3 separate regions of the Zea mays genome follow, and regions 1 and 2 are each linked to region 3. Evidence: chromatin contacts called from public Hi-C data. All regions are on one chromosome and are shown on one strand. The core of a region is the stretch at or near the end of the contact, and the rest is flanking DNA. Distances in the headings are between cores, read along the strand shown.

The links. Hi-C and Micro-C count contacts between places; a contact is called where the count stands out from the background.
Region 1: a contact with region 3 is called in a Hi-C map of leaf, with 4 times the contacts expected there. The contact joins the promoter of LOC100281925 here to the promoter of LOC100285697 in region 3. A contact is called at or near these places in 1 of 25 Hi-C or Micro-C datasets (leaf) and 2 of 3 datasets of contacts at active chromatin or transcription factors (leaf and seedling).
Region 2: a contact with region 3 is called in a Hi-C map of leaf, with 4 times the contacts expected there. The contact joins the promoter of LOC100281623 here to the promoter of LOC100285697 in region 3. A contact is called at or near these places in 2 of 25 Hi-C or Micro-C datasets (both in leaf).

Annotation. Positions count from the first base shown.
Region 1 is chr4:6,212,795-6,216,567 of Zm-B73-REFERENCE-NAM-5.0, reverse strand. LOC100281925 (taxane 10-beta-hydroxylase) reads right to left here and starts at 2,448. Exons shown (of 4, transcript NM_001397556.1): 1 at 1,862-2,448; 2 at 1,064-1,544; 3 at 744-931; 4 at 40-636. The coding sequence starts at 2,380. The coding sequence ends at 325.
Region 2 is chr4:5,893,003-5,896,272 of Zm-B73-REFERENCE-NAM-5.0, reverse strand. LOC100281623 reads right to left here and starts at 1,525. Exons shown (of 2, transcript NM_001154542.2): 1 at 1,213-1,525; 2 at 766-1,106. The coding sequence starts at 1,464. The coding sequence ends at 1,017.
Region 3 is chr4:6,039,255-6,042,708 of Zm-B73-REFERENCE-NAM-5.0, reverse strand. LOC100285697 reads right to left here and starts at 1,571. Exons shown (of 2, transcript NM_001366734.1): 1 at 817-1,571; 2 at 1-16. The coding sequence starts at 1,163.

The sequences.
Region 1 (3,773 bases), core at 1,199-3,698, 170 kb before region 3:
GGTAATAACTATGGTTTACCTCAATAAAGCTGCAGGGAATAAGTTTTGATGATCTGCCTAATATTATGCCATTGACATTACACAATCACAACATATATAGAAACCTAAACTAATTACAAGTGACACCTATATATATATCTACTTCTTCAGTGTATATACATCTACACATGAAAACTGCACACCCAAACATATCCATGCACTCTTCTTAGGCCAAGTATTGCTGGACGGACAACAATGGTTTGGCCACAGCCAAACAAGCAGCCTGTACATTTTACAATCAATGGGCGTACAATATTAAAGCATCATTTCAAGCACCATCAGCTATTATATTGCAGGGGTTTTTCTCAGCTCCAGTTCCACTGGACATCCGAAAACAGGCGTAGGTTTGGGATCCTTGTTGTAGGCTTCGTCTTCGAAGCGCAGCTTCCACCTGAACCGCGTCACTAGATAGTGCATGGCCACCATGGTTTCCACCCTGGAGAACTCGGTTCCAGGGCACATCCTTGGCCCTCCCCCGAACGGCAGGAAGCTGTACGGCGGGATCGACGAGCGCTTCTCGAAGCGGGACGGATCGAACTTGGTGGGTTCGGCGAAGAACCTGGGATCCATGTGCGTGATGCTTTGGGATGCGAAGACCTGCCACGAATTGCATGTTGCGAAGCAAAATTAAAGCTTTAATTTCTTGATCAATTGTGTTCTGATGAAAACATATATATATGTGCAGGAAAGAAAAAGATGCCTACTTTCCAGCCCTTGGGGATGAGGTAGCCCTGGTATTCGATGTCCTTGGTGGCAGTCCTGAAGCTCCCGAACACCGGCGGCACCGTGCGCAGCGTCTCCAGCGCCGCCCTCCATGTGTACTTCATGCTCGAAACGTCTTCCCATGTTAGAGCACCGTCTCTTCCGTTTCTACCAGCGATCTCATCTTGTTCTGCCAGTATATGATGTTATGTATATATATGTTCACTTCGATATACAGAAAAGGAGACCAAAAGTGTATGTAGTAGCTAGGCGCTAGCTACTGTGGAGTGTGGACACACACACACTGACGCGCGCACAGTACCTTGGGTGATCTTGGCGAGGACGTCTGGCTCGTTGGCGAGGTGGCGCACCATGAAGGTGATGAGCGTCGAGGTGGTGCCGTGCGCGCCGATGACGATGCCCATCACGTTGTCGACGATGTCCGCCAGCGAGAGGGAGTGCGCGCCCCTGGAGCGCAGGAGGAGCATGTAGGTGACGAAGTCGGTGGCGGCTGAAGTCGTAGCAGTAGCAGTGGCGGTGGTGCACCCTTCGTCCTGCGACAGCAGCAAGGAGTACTCCTCCTCCTTCTTCCTGGCGAACTTCGTGATGGCCTCCCTGATCTTGGCGCTCGACCGCATGCCCTTGCCGAACCTGGTGAAGGGGATGTTGACTGGGAACGACAGGATCGCGTCACCTAGCTGCTGGAAGTCGGTAGCTAGGGCGTCTACTATGGCGGCTGCTTCCTCGCCGAAGACGACGGAGCAGATGACCCCTAGTGTAAGGCTCCTCGCCATCGGCAGGACCTACATATATGGCCAGCAAGAACACACGTTTATAATTTCAATTAAGTCGTCGATCGGTTGGTTATATATGGTATACCAATACATTTTTACAAGGCTATAGTATTTGACTAACAATGTCTATGAAGATGTAGAACTTGATAGAGATAACTAATTGCTTTGCATGATGAATATATACATCAACTTAATTTGCGTTGTTAATCTATCTGGAGAATTTTAGTAAATTGTTGGTCAAAGCTCACAACGATAGACGACAATATAGATAGAACAACGAAACTAAAACACACAGCTGTTTATGATAATCACAGGTAGGTACGTACGTTGACAGTGCTGCGACCAACCCAGTTGAGCTTGAGCTGCCTCCTGACCTCGGCGTCCATCTTCCCCACGTACCCCCGGACCATCTCAGGCCGCAAGTAGCCCTGCAGCGCGCTGCGCACCTGCTTCAGGTCGTCGCCGGTGAGCGTGAGGATGGAGCGGCGGAGGAGGGAGCGGAGCGCGCGCGTCTGCGTGAGGATGAGGCCCTGGTTGGTGAATATGAAGTGGTTGGCCTCCGTCCCGGCCAGCAGCACCGTCGGCGAGCCCAGCACCGACATCTTGGACACCGGGCCGTACCTCTTGATCCGCGCCCTGAACCACTGGTCGTCCGTGTTGCTGCGCAGCGCGTGGAGGAGGGAGAAGGTCTGGCCGATGACGGGGACGCCGAGGTCGCCGGGCGGTAGGCTGTAGGACGTCGAGCCTGCAGACCTGCTGCTGCGCTTTTTTTGGGCACTGAGGAGGTGGTGGAGAACCAAGGCTATTGCCGCTGCTGCAGCAGCAAGGAGCACGATGAAAGCCATTGCAAGTATGCTGGTGGTGCGTGGAGAGAGCTCGATCAAACTTGGGGGTAGTTGGCGGGGTGTTGGGCAATTAAAAGCCTGCTTGTGTGTAGATATATATACAGTGCTGTCAGAATCCACTTGGATTCAACGCGATCAAGGTTCATTATTGGAGTTGGAATTTATCAAACTGTTTGCAACAGCTCACTTTCATCTAGATCTAGCTAGGCCCCATATATGCCACTCGTGCTTTTCTCTTCCCTCCAGCGACCACGGGGCCGGCAAGGGCGGGCGCGCATGAGGTGTCCATTGCCGGGCGGGGCCTCGGCAGGCGCAGGTGTGGCTAGAAATGGCAATAATGGCTATCCAAGGTCCGATGGGTCAAAACCCCATTCGATATGATATGAGGTATTTTGATGTCCATAGTGTTGAGTCTGTGATTCAAATTCTATAGTGAACGGTGTTCTGTAAACACTTAATATATAGTGAAGGTTTCACCTGACTGGTGTCCGTGGTTTTTCCCTTCACATTGAAGGATTTTTCATGTAAATCTGTGTGTCGTGCTCTGTGTTTTGTTGGTTAATCTACTTCATTTTTTATGCTGTTTCTGCTAACATATATATTTTATTGGGTCATTTACTATACTCGTTAACCTATATCATGTGTGTCCGAATTATTAAATGTGTTCCACATAAAATAAAACATTGAACTTGTAATAAAATTATGCTCGGTTCGATAAAAACACAAAGATAATATGATATTTTAGTATCTTTCATTACTGATGAGGTGTTGGACTTTAATATTTTATATTTGATATTTACTTTTGAAATTAAAATGATCATGTCTACTGAAATGTTAGTGGGTATGAGTATATGGTAATTTGTACCATGATAGGTACGGGAATGAGGTATTTTTTTGGTGAATATGTGTATAGCCTTGTGTGCTAATTAGGTATCTTATCCGATGCCATCCTAAGGTGTGGCACATTCCTGCAATATTTGGTCACATGGAAGGAAAAGAGTCGTACAAAAGCAAGAACAAACTATTTTTTATGCTACCTCTATTCACAAACACATGGCAACACTGAGATCCCAAGCGAAAGCCATGCAAAATGTATAGTCTATGCAAACGACGTCGATGCCCTCGGCGCCGTTGACCTCCTTGGAGGCATCGTCAGGGAGCCTCCTCACCTTTCCTCCAACCCCTAGGTGTCGTCATGGACGACTCATGCTGCGACGGTGATTTGGTCGTCATCATGTTCTTGCAGGTTTCTTGTGCCCTTGTGCTTGGCACTGGTGTTTCACCCTTGTCGTGATGCAACGGGTGCCTCCCTTTGGCGCCTCTGCTCCGTCAGTGCTCTCCTTGTTAACTGGAACACGAAAATCTTATGCTGGGTCAGTGAATATCCGCATCT
Region 2 (3,270 bases), core at 276-2,775, 150 kb after region 3:
GTTATTTATTACACTTAATGCCACTCTTGAGACTCAGGGGACCCCATTTTTTGAGGTTCAGGGGACTCATTTTTTTGGCTGCTTCCACGGTTCCTCCTATCCTATCCATGTGGTGTTGAAGACTTGTAAGCAAATTCAGTCCAGTTACTCCATACTTCTCTGAACCAAAAAGATCGTTTTGATCCCGGCATGAAGTGTTTTTATCAAGCAAAATTAAGGGCGTGTTTGGCATTGCTATGCTCCACCTCAGAGCAGCTCTACTCTAAAACTCTGGGTGGAGTAGCTCTGTTCTAGAACTTAGACTGTATCTCATAATCGGTGGCAGTCACGGGTAAATAACTCAAAACTCCATGACTAGGTTCTTTTGGAGTTTTCGGAGCAGTAAAAGAGACTCCATAGAGTTTACAACTCTAGAGTTAGAGTGTTTGATATGCCCTGACCAGCTTCTTCTTGAAGTTTTGCTCTAGAATCATGTCAAACAGGCCCTAAATCTCGAGGTCAAGTTGTGCTAAACTTGGACTCTGCAGTAGTGAGGTGGTTTAGGCCACAGAATTCTGCTTACAGAGGTGGTGTGGCATCTTATTTCACAAGAGAGTAGGCGCAGGATATGAGAAATTTTGGAACCTGAGATGGTCAAATGAGATGTTCTGCACCTAGTATTCAAGCGTAAACCTGAATTTGTAGTGGACACACGTGCTGAATTTCAAGCGTAAACAGAATCTGGACCATTATTAGCATGTGAACAACTTAACACATGTTCTCAACTTCTGATGAACAACATGCAGGACAAAGTCAGTTGATGACACACACACATACAGGCACTGATGAGACGACCGACCCCAACGAAATTGCAGAGATACACATAAACATTTCTAGATTACAGAGGTACACATGAACATACATTTCTTCATGGAAATTAACTTCACATCCAGCAGGTCACGATGGACTTAGTAAAAATCAAGCTTCCCAAGCAGGCGGTGCTCCGAAAAGTCTGGGCGGAGAAGGTGCCCATCACATCACTTGCTCCCGGGAGGTCCGCCGCCGAAGAGGTAGCCGAGCGACGAGCCGCCGCCCGGCGCGGCGTGCACCTTGGTCGACGGGCGGTCCTGTGGGCCACGCCGTGGCAGAGGAAGGCAACGATGTCAGGAGCGCAGAGACAAAAGGGGAAGAGGAAGAATAGGTGGCCGGCGACTGGCTGTCTGGCTGGCTTACCGTGAGGAAGTTGCCGCAGTTCTGCCCCTGCGCCCGGAAGTAGTTGTTGGTCTGGCTCTGGTTGCCGCGGACGCCGGCCGGGATCCCCTTGAGCTTCTCGCCGTCTGCTGCCGCCGGCACCGGCGCAGGCGCAGGCGCCGCCGCAGCCGGCTTGGCGGGCGCCGCGGCGGCCTCGTCGCCGCCGCCGCCGCCGAAGAGGTAGCTCAGCGAGCTCTGCCCGCCCCCGTAGCTCACGCCCCGGCCGCGGCCCATCCTCCGCCTCCTCGCTCGCCGCTCGACTAGTCCAGCAGGCGAAAGGAAGCTGCTTTGCGCTTGCAGTGCCACCTTGGGTCGCCGGAGGCAGGCGTCGCTATTAATAGCGGCACGCCGCGCGACCACCGGGGCGGGCGCACCCGCATCGCGGCCGTCGGTCTCGGGGCGCTCGCGGATCGGACGGCGAGGACCCGCGTCGGCGTCGGTGCGGGGTTGGTGGGGCCCGCGCAGGCGGCGGTTCCAAAATTACAGATGCGGTTGGCGGCGCGTCGCCATGGCTGATTGGGAGAATGATGGAGGGGTGTTTGGGTGGCCCCCACTGACGAGTGAGTCACTGGTCTGACCTGACGTTACCCCGGTCGTTGGGTGCACGAGGTGACGCGAGTGATCAATAGAGGAACGTCTCCGCCAGCAAATTCGTGACCGGAAGATAGAGTAGTTCATCTCAGCAGAGATCTCTTATCGTATTCTCTACCTCATCCTATATTTTAAACTTCACTCTGGATCTACTGTGTATTTTAAGGCCCCGTTTGGTTACCGCGGATTCCATTTCGGTGTGGAGGTAATAAGGAAAGCGGTGTGACAAGGGATCTTCGTCGAGAAGTTGGGAGTGGTGATGCATACGATAACGTTGGCTCGAAGGGGCAAGCAGTATGGAGAGGGGAGCAGTTGGTTGGACGAGGGAGCGACAAGTGGAGTGCGGAGGGAATGCAGTGGAGGACAAAGGGGTGTCGGCGAGGAGGGACCTAGCACTTGAGGAGGAAGCAGTGCCGTGGAAGGGAAGCGGTACTCGAGCGAGGGAGCGACAACGTGTAGGAGCAAGCAGTGACGAGGAGGGAGAGGTGGTGCGAGGATGGCCGATCCGCGACTTCAAGGAGGAAGCAATCCTGTAGAGAGATAGCAGTGGCTTCTAGGCGAAGCGAAATGGCCCTCCAGATCGCAGGCGACACAGTGAGCTGGGGGAAGGAAGCGAAAGAGGAGGAGCAGTGATGTGGGAAGAGAGGAAAGAGAACTTGATGGTTATATGAACAAAAGGATGCTCAAAGGGGAGAACCCACGGATATGCACGACTTCGAGCGAGGTCGTGCTTTTGCGCAAATGCATGTGCAACCTACTGGATTAGTGAATAGAGTGCTTTTGTTGTGTATTTTACGCATCCATGACCGTATGCAAGAGCTAATCTAGAATGAGGATTTGAATTTCAAATGTCTTCCACACCAAAGCAAAGCCATAATATGGACACATGCTCAATTGGAGTCGGCAAAGCCTTTGGATCCCCATTCAATTAAACATTTTTTCTTTGGATTGTATGGATTAATTGACCTTCATTTATCATATTTCCCTGCCTCTAAAACCTAATGTTGTTGTTGGTGAATGGGTACAAACTGAGCGAAGAGAGGAGCATAATTATCAAGGCAACAATGTATAATGTTTTGAGCTAGAATCATCGTTCTTTACTATTGATCAACATTCTTTTTATACAACACAATTACAATTTTGTGCATATTTTCTTTGCTCTTACCTATCAGGACATATTCTTTAATATCCAAGTTTACAAGATTTAGCATCTCAAGGATATCAAGGGCCTTTTACACGCCAACCACCTTTGATCGTGGACCTTTATTAAGCCAAGGTGAAAGGCCATTAAGCCTTCATTTAGTCTCATAAGACATGGCTCTTCTGAATGTTCATTGTCTCTACCGGATGTCCTCAACATGGTGGTCTCTGACAAGATCGATAAAGGCCCTTAGTGCGACAATCTTATCATCTTCGTCAAGCCTTCGACGAGATCGGTGAAGGCCCACG
Region 3 (3,454 bases), core at 322-2,821:
CGTCAGCGGGAAGTGCCTGCACCGTTCGTATTCGTTGTTCAGTTCAACACCCCATTGTTTACTACTCATGCTTTGCTGCGTACTTTATATAATAATGGCGTTGTACGACTGCATGATTGCTTGCCAAAGATTTTCCAAGACGAAACAACAAAAGCTGCGCAGGTGTGGATCAGAAAAGAAGAGAGGGGGGACTGCATGCACTCGTTGTCGTTGGGGTGAGATCAAGCTTGGGGCCCCCCCAACAGCACTCCAATGCGAAACAGAGTCGGACTGCACTTGCTACTACTCCACGTGCATTCAGAAAAGGGAAGGCACGCCGCCACGAAATCCCTTTTAATTTTTCCCTTTCACCAAAACATCGCTGCTGGTGCTGCTGCTTACGGGTACTACGACCACGAGACAGGCAGTGTTCTTGGTGTATGGATTTGTAGGCGAGTTGGAGGACATGGTGTTGTGTTGTGAGCTGGATCGACCACCACATGGCTGCGCCAGCCAATCATGGCGACGAGTCAAACATGTACAGCCTCGCCACGGCGCCACCCAACTAATCCAACCAACCTAAAGATTCTGTTTTTTTTTTCCTTTTCTTTTCTTTGAAACCAAAAAGAACCGACGACTACGACGCGGCGGCTCCTCTTCTTCGTGATCATCGCGCATGCAACGAATCCTAGCGTAAAAAGCTTGAGAAACGACGAACGATCCAAGGTTTGGCTGGATCGACGGAGAGGGCTAGGTCAGACAGAGACCGTCAGAGGAGCTAGGCAACGAGCGCGCGCGTGCACACAGAAGACAGAACAGACAGACAGACAGACAGACCTGGGCCAGAGCTGGGACGCGAGAGCGAGCGCGCCGAAGAGGAAGAACATGAGCAGCATGCCGCCGTGCTCGAGGTCGTTGAGGTGCGCCGGGTTGACCTCGCCGCCGGCGAATATCCGGAGGTGCGTGGAGTAGAGCACCTCCACGCACATGTCCGCCAGCGCGCCGCCCGCCACGACGTAGAGCTCCAGCAGCCGCGCCGGCCCGGGCGCCGGCGCGGGGCTCCACGCGCGCACCCGGAACGACGACGGGTCCGCGGCGTGCCGCGCCGCCGACGACCACACCCGCCACAGCCCCACCGCCAGGAACAGCGTGCCCGGGAGCACGTGCCCCTTGAACGACCCCATCTCTTCTCGTGGATGGATCCGGGTTGACTTTTTCCTCCGCGCTCGGGGTCTCGGGGGGGACGAGGACGAGGACGACGACGCCGCTTGAGGGGCGCGCCTTGGTCGTTCTTGTTTGTGACCGATCGTTGCGCTGCGCTGCCTGGGTCGGCCGGCGAGGCGGCGACGGTGGGCGGAGGGTGGGAGATCCCGCTGCGCCGAGGCCCGCGTCGCCGCTGCAGCTCCGGCGAGAGCGACGCCTGTGGGTGGGTGGGCGGGAGCTGCAGGGGATTGAGAGTGATCGATCAGATGCGATGCTAGCCGGAGCGAATCATTGCTTTATCTCTATCATGGCCGGGCGAGCCGAACCGCGGAATCAGAGAAGCTTCCTCTCTCTCTCGCTCGCTCTAGATGGACGGACGTGGATTTGTCTCAAATGGGGACAGGCGAGGAGGCGTTGGAGTTGGTGCGTGACGGAGACTCCTTTTCAAGACATCTACTTCTATAGTCTAGCTCCAATGGAGATGGCAACGGGGCCTGATCCGTGGTTCCTTACAGATAATTCCCTAGTAAGGGATAGAGGTACAGACAAATTATTATATCCCAAACAAATAGGTTCTAATCTTTATTAAAATTAAAATGAAGAAAATTTAGACTCTTTTGGTGCCACTCTTTCAAAGACTCCTTTAAAAACTCCGTCAAAAAAATCTATTAAACGAGCGGCTCTAGAAAATTTAGACTTACTTCTTCATAAAAATAGTGAGGAATTGCCTCTAGAAATCGAGCGAACCAGAGAGCCCAAAACAGAGACTTCTTCGGGAGTCTCTCTCTCCCGTCCTTCCCTTCCACGTAAAAATAGGAAGAGCTACGTTTCCAACCAAATAAGATACTCTCTGAGAAGCTCTTTTTGAAAGTAAGAAGAGTTGTTTGTTGATGCAAAATCCTTAGTCTCCACCAGGTTTATGGAGAAGGGGATGGAGAGCCATTCACATCCTCGTTCAGCACGTACTGACTTCTCTTACTCTAAATTAATTCCTTTGCATGTTAAAAATCTATCAAAAACTTAACTCATAGCCTAGTATAATTAGCATACTAAATTCTAAACTAGATACCTCTTGTTACATTAAAACTTGCCAGTTCAATTTATATTAATTCCATATAAATGATGCATACTTATCTTTAAATATTGCATTTTGTAACAGTGACAAATTTCCCACGGAGAGAAAATTACCCGTGTGGGGGCAGAGATAGAGATAGGTCCTCCGTAATTGTTCATGGGACGAGAACAGGAACGGATAATTCTTTTTCTCCTCTGGATAGGGATGGAGCCATCACGCATTCCCTGTCGACAACCAGAGCATTTAGTTTAAGGGACTAAAGTTTAGCATGTTGTCACATCGGATATCCAAATGCCTATTACAAGTTAGATATAATCTAGTTATAAAACTATTTACACAACTGAAGACTAATAAACGGCAATACAAATTTATTGAACCTAACTAATCCATGATTAAGCATCACATGTGTGAACCATGTACTAATCAGGTTAATAGATTTATCTTGTCGTTTAGTTTTTATTTACTATATTTAATACTTCTAATTAGCATTAGGACTGAATATCGAACTAGCTCGGTTCAGCTCGTCCGAGCTCGAGATGGCTCGTTAAGCTAACGAGCTGGCTCGACTTGTTAAACTAACGAGCCATAGAGTCAGCTCGGCTCGTTTAGCTTGTGAGTCAGAACAGAAAAAAATGTATATAACATGAATTTCTAGTTAATTTTAGATTAATTTAACAATAAAAATAATAATTGTATACATAGTTTCAGGGACCACATCAATGTAACACCAAATTAACACAACTCATCATTCATCAATTAATAGTTCACACACATGTTCATCAGTTTAACCCACGATTATATTCTCATAGATCAATTTAACAAATAGACAAAGTTCATAAATCATTATTTTAACTCATAGACCATATACATCACACATACATATAACATGTTCATCAATTATTATGTAAATGATATGCATATAGTTTCGTTTTGCTGAAATGAAGTAACTCGTTTAGCTCACGGGCTGGAACGAGCTGCCTCGTTTAATGAACCGAGCTACGATATCAGTTCACATCGTGAAAAAATTCAAACGAGTCGAACCGAGCTGAGCCGAGGAGACCACGGACCGAGCGAGTCGATGAGCTACGAGTATAAGCTTTTTCCTTTTCGTCCTCGATTTCCTCTTATTCCTGTCAATAAAATAGGTAAAAAAAACTAGTACCGGTTTGTCCATCAGTTCGTCTTTGCCGAACTGGA